2 separate regions of the Sus scrofa genome follow, and region 1 is linked to region 2. The links are chromatin contacts, called in public HiChIP or PLAC-seq maps. All regions are on one chromosome and are shown on one strand. Each heading gives the region's core, a stretch centred on a gene start, on an enhancer-like site or on the middle of the called end of the contact. The rest is flanking DNA. Distances are from core to core; before and after follow the strand shown.

Region 1 (2,700 bases), core at 4-2,503, 270 kb after region 2:
CAGTCCAACTCTTTGGTCTATTTCCCATCAAACCCCTTTCTCCCTCTTTCACTCTGCTCTGTATTCTGGGGGAGCTGACTCCTGGAGGTTGGGTTTTCTAGGCTCCAGAGTTTGTTGGCTCTCACTGGCTTCCATCAATGGGAGACACTGTAGAGAGACCAGAGGGTGAAAGGCAGGGAAATTTAGGGCACTTGCACCCCCACTTTCTCTCTCACCACAGTGTCTCTGTCAGCAGGTGTATCTCCTGTTATGGCTTCATTTGTAGAAAAGCAGGTCTGCTGTGGTTCCAGTTTATGCCCGTAGCCCTGGGCTCCTGGGCTCTGGTAATTCTGCCTCTTTGTTCGGTCCCTTTGGCCTAATGGCTTCCTGCTGTAGCTAATCGCGGGGTTCCCTCAGTGTTTTCTGTTTGCTTCTTAGCGCTCCCATCACCTGTGTAATCGAATTTCTGGATTAAGTTCTTTCTGTTTACCCCCAGTGTTTGCATTTCCTGAGAGGACCTCGATTTGATATACTTACCATGGCTGAGTGATACTTACTGCATAGATCTGTGTGGGAGGGTGATAGGAGATCCAGGTGACCTGGTAAATATGTAACCGGCTGATACAAATCCGAGGCTGGTATAATTCAGAGCCTACAAGGCTCCCCTGTACAGATAGAGCCTGAGACTCAGAAACAGAGATTCCTGCAGTCTGTCTCTACCATTTCCTCTGGCTTGCTTAAATTTAACCAAACATTGCTTTCAACCATGAAAATCTATTCAATACCAGTTGTGAACATGGTGATATGATAATATTTAGGAATGTCCCTTTTACACAAAAATAATTTTGGTAAGAGTAGGGGTGAATTATTTCATAAAAATATTGCAGAGGAAAGAAGGGGAAAAGATGAAGCCCCTCACTTGAGAAGTCTGGATTCTTTTTTTTTTTTTTCCTTTTTGTCCTTTTTTAGGGCTGCACCCCACGGCATATGGAGGGTCCCAGGCTAGGGGTCGGACCAGAACTGTAGCAGCCGGCTACTTAACCCACTGAGCAAGGTCAGGGATCGAACCGCAACCTCATGGTTCTTATTTGGATTCGTTTCCGCTGCTCCACGACGGGAACTCCGTGAAGTCTGGATTCTTTTACGTGCATCTCTTGTATTTGTGTTATTAAAATCTCTGAGTAATGAAGTTGTTGCTGATAGCATTGCTAAGCACCCTCACTATCTTCGGGAGGTCAGGGGACAAATCATAAAGGCTCTGCCTTGAGGTTTCTCTCTTCTCAAAAACATTTCCTGTCATGATGTAATCATCAACTCTTCAAGGTCTCTCACTTAGTAATTAGAAGTTTACACTGTTGAAGTTCCTGTCGTGGCTCAGCAGAAATGAATCTGACTAGTATCCATGAGGATGCAGGTTCGATCCCTGGCCTTGCTCAGTGGGCCTGGGATCTGGCACTGTGGGTGAGCTGTGGTGTAGGTTGTAGACGTGGTAGCTTGGATCCCATGTTGCCATGGCTGTGGTGTAGGCCAGCAGCTGTAGCTCCAATTCGACCCCTAGCCTGGAACCCCCATATGCTTTGAGTATAGCCCTAAAAAGACCAAAAAAAAAAAAAAGAAGAAGCTTACACTGTTGACTCAATTACACTTAACGATGTTATGACAATGATCCATTTCTCTTTATACCCTGCACTAGGAGTCTAGTTAGGAACCAGTGAGAGTTCTTTCAATAAGTAACAAGTATGCCACCAACTGTGAGAAGGATAAGCTATTAGGATTATACGGACCCATATAAGAAACAACATTTAGAAGTTCCTGTTGTGGCTCAGCAGTTAAGAACCTGACCAGCATCAATGAGGATGCGGGTTTGAGCTCTGGCCTCGCCCAGTCAGTGAGTTAAGGATCCAGCGTTGCCAAGAGCTTCAGTGTGGGTTGCAGGCGTGTCTCAGATCTGGTGTTGCGGTGGTAGCTGTGGTGTAGGCCGGCAGCTGCAGCTCCGATTTGACCCCTTGTTCCAGGAAATTCCATATGCCACCGATGTGGCCCCCTACCAAAAAAAAAAAAAAAAAAAAAAAAAAGAAAGAAAGAAACTACATGCAGTGTCCACTGGGGCACAACACAGTCCTGCTGCTTTTGTATTTCTAAGGCGCACTCCTATGCCAGCACTCACTAAAGGATCATGACTGGAAAGCGCTGTGCCAGAGGCTCCTCTGCGCTTTGTTGGAAGTGCCCAAGGACTAAATCAATCACTTGCATACCTGACCATTTTTGTGCTTAAATTCTCCCTCCAGAAAATGAACGTACAAACAAAAGACCCAGTTTCAAACTTTGGTCTGGCAGGAGGCCATGTTGCACCTAAAAGGTAAACGCTTTTCAGAGGGGAAACTATCCACTTTCCTCCTACATTTCTCTTGTTAAATACTCCAGTGTGAGTCAGTAGCAGGCCATGTCGTACCCAAGAGACAGTCCTTTTTTTCTTTTCTTTTTTTTTCCCCCCTTTTTTGGCCGTCCCACACATATGGAGTTCCTGGAACAGGAATCAGGAGATGAGATCTGAGTCGCAGCTGTGGCAGTGCTTAACCCCCTGTGCTGGGCCGGGGATTGAACCTGCGTCCCCAGTGCTCCAGAGACACTGCCAATCCCGTTGCACCACAGCAGGAACTCCAGTCTTTTTTTTTTCTTAAAAGAGGAAGATATCCATCCCCCTTTTACCTTTTCCCTAAT
Region 2 (2,700 bases), core at 51-2,550:
GGACACAGCTGACAGAACTAGGAGACGAGAATATTAAGACAGTTATTACCTTAGACGTCTGGCCAAATAAAGTGCCAGGGACCGGATTTACCCTCCAGTCTGAAAGCAAAACGGACAAAAGTAGGCAAAATCGATGGAACAGTAACTTCCAAGGAACTTACATGCGCCCCCCTCCCTCCCTCCAAAGCCCCACCGCACCTCGGTTGGAACAGCTACCTAGACTATCTCAAAGCCTTTCCAGGTGTAAAACTCTTGAGGCTGGGGAGTGGTTTACCACAACGGGAGGATGCCTCAGTCCCTCTCCCTCCAAAACCTCCTAGGATCTGGACTGAGATCCTTCTAGCTAGCGCCCTTGACAACCATCCCCTAAGAACTCCCACCGGAGGAGCCACTCACAGAAGCTGTGAATCTGCCCCAACAGTGTCTGTGCCAGCCTTGCTGGGATCCAGAAGAGGGGCGATGACGGCGCTTCGCTGAGGCTTCCTGGAATGTTCACCCTAGCAAGTGAAAGCGAGCAATGCGCCAGGGAGTAGACCGTCGGGCGGGAAGCTGCAGAGGCTGTCTGCGCTCTTCCGACAGACACTCATCCACTTTGGAAGCCGATTGGCCGATTCCGGCCTCTGAGCGGGTGCCAGAAAAAGATGGGTGTGGACTGCATCACGCGGGGTAACGGGGAGAGACGTGCCCAGCCGCGCAGATGGCCGTGATTACCCCGCCCCGGTCCTGTTCATCCATTCCCTTCCCACCCTAGGTCCACAGCCAGCTTCCTTGTTCCGGGTCAAACTTGGAGCAGTTATTTCCCTTCATCCCTGCCCGCCAAATCTGCATCTATTGTAGTCGGGAGAGTTGCTGAGCTAGCGAGGGGCGGTAGAGGGAGGAGCGTTCTGCCCGAGGGTCAAATTACACAGTGGCGGCTTGGGGTGGGAACGGTGAGCCCCGGAGTCGGAAGAGCAGGCCCAACAGCCTGGTCGCTGAAGCTGAGTGAGCGGCCATCGCATCCCCTCAGCCACTCCAGGATGGGCAGCAGCAGTGGACTGAGCTTCCCAGGAGAGGCTCCTGGCCCGGAACCTGCGGGGTTGTGGCCGTACACTTCGCCAGCTTCCAGCGCATGAAGTGGCCCAAAGCAGGCGGCAGACTTGGTGTCCCCCGCAAAAGTGACAACTTCATCTAGAGGCTGTTGCACAGAAACTCTCCAACCAGGAGGAAGAGACCAGCAGCTGCCCTCTCGGTTCCCAGAACGTGCATTAGAAATTTCCAGTCCTAAGGGGGCTGCAGCGTTACCCATCTTCCAACTGATGACCAAAAAGTGGGCTTGAGAAAACATTTTACCGTTTAAGAAACTGAACAGGAGGGGGTGCCTTCGTTTTGGATGCTATTTTTGAGAAGCTGGTCAAAGAAGGGGAAAATAGAACTGGTAGGTGATGAGTAACCCTTCCTTTTGAAGTAGAATGGATGTTTATGTAAAGACTGATGGTGTTGGGATACTACTGACAGCTTTTCTGGACTTAATGTAAACTATATACAGAGCAACTGTGATCATTGTTTAAATTCCAGGTGCTCAGTGGGGTTTGGACAGAGTGAACCTTAGAAGTGTAATTGTAAAAATAATATGAAAAGGCTGGAAGAAAAGAGAAAAACTATGATAATTTGATCAAATCACGGCTCTTCTTTAAATCATCTTAAAGTGGTACAAGTGACCGGTACTAACATACACAGAAGGAGGACAAATTTTTGCCCAAGGGGACTTGCTGATTCTCATTTCTTTGTAGACTGGAGATGTTAAAAAAAAGTTATGAAAAGTAAGAGGCGTAGGGGAGGGTGCTGTTGATGTTGCCTGATGTTTCTGAGGACGGAGAATTTGTCCTGGAAAGGATCATAACTTCAGGAGTACTCGTATTTGCCATGGTCACTAAGCAAACTGTAGGTTACGTTAAGGAGTCTGGATTTTATTACAAATGTGAGATTTATTCTAAACAGAGAGTTTGAAGCAAGGGAGTCATATAATCTGATTTTTAAAAAAATCACTGGCAGCTATAAGGGCGACAAACTCTGGGGGACAAGAGTAGATACAGAAGGAGAAAGCGATGAGGGGGAGGTTACCCCAGGTTTCCAGAGATGTGGTAGGGGCAGGCTGCAGTGGTAGTGATGGAGGGGCGAATGCTGTTTTGATGCTGCATTGATTTTGAAGGGCACGTCCACCGGTTTTGTTTATGGATGGGAAGTTCAGGAAAGCAGAGAAAAAGAGGGCTCAGTGATGATTCCTGGGCTTTTGAATGGAGCAACCTGAGCAAGGATAAAGTCTCCATTAACTGGTATGGGAGATCCCAGGCAGGAGGTGTTTCTTCTTCTGCTGCTGCTGCCGCCGCCGCGTGTGTGTGTGTGTGTGTGTGTGTGTGTGTGTGAATTCTGCTTTGACATGTTGATTTAAAGATCCTAATCCATTCCAACTGTGTGACGAGGAGTGAAGTAAAAGCAATCACATTCAATATATGATAGTGAGTCCCCAGGGAGGGTCAGGAAGGGACAGAAGACTGAACATGCCAAGGAATAACATAGACCAAAGTGAAAGAGAGAGAGAGAGACAGAGAAACTTGGACTTATGATGGTAACGATGTTGGCCATTCACTGACAAGTCTATTTGAGGTGCTGTGAAAAGGAAGAGGCAAAAAAAGAATTCAAAGGGCCATAGCTCAGTAGAAG

The links. HiChIP or PLAC-seq counts read pairs in DNA pulled down with a chosen protein or histone mark.
Region 1: a contact with region 2 is called in an H3K27ac HiChIP or PLAC-seq map of alveolar macrophages. The contact joins the enhancer-like site here to the promoter of GLYATL2 in region 2. A contact is called at or near these places in 1 of 5 promoter capture datasets (liver), 9 of 47 Hi-C or Micro-C datasets (alveolar macrophages, blood, embryonic fibroblasts and 5 more) and 2 of 2 datasets of contacts at active chromatin or transcription factors (alveolar macrophages and skeletal muscle).

The regions. Positions count from the first base shown.
Region 1 is chr2:12,549,043-12,551,742 of Sscrofa11.1, forward strand. All of the region lies in intron 3 of LPXN (leupaxin), which reads left to right. Among named protein-coding and RNA genes, the nearest start is that of LPXN, 16 kb to the left of the region's middle. Within about 2 kb of position 1,254, at least 16 of the 83 cell types and tissues checked have an H3K27ac peak or open chromatin away from gene starts, as enhancers often do. A contact at or near this core is called in alveolar macrophages and retroperitoneal adipose tissue, where this site is marked.
Region 2 is chr2:12,278,793-12,281,492 of Sscrofa11.1, forward strand. It overlaps GLYATL2 (glycine N-acyltransferase-like protein 2), which reads left to right and starts at 1,301. Exons shown (of 8, transcript XM_005660879.3): 1 at 1,301-1,414. FAM111B (protein FAM111B) reads right to left here and starts at 594. Exons shown (of 4, transcript XM_003353861.3): 1 at 397-594; 2 at 50-99.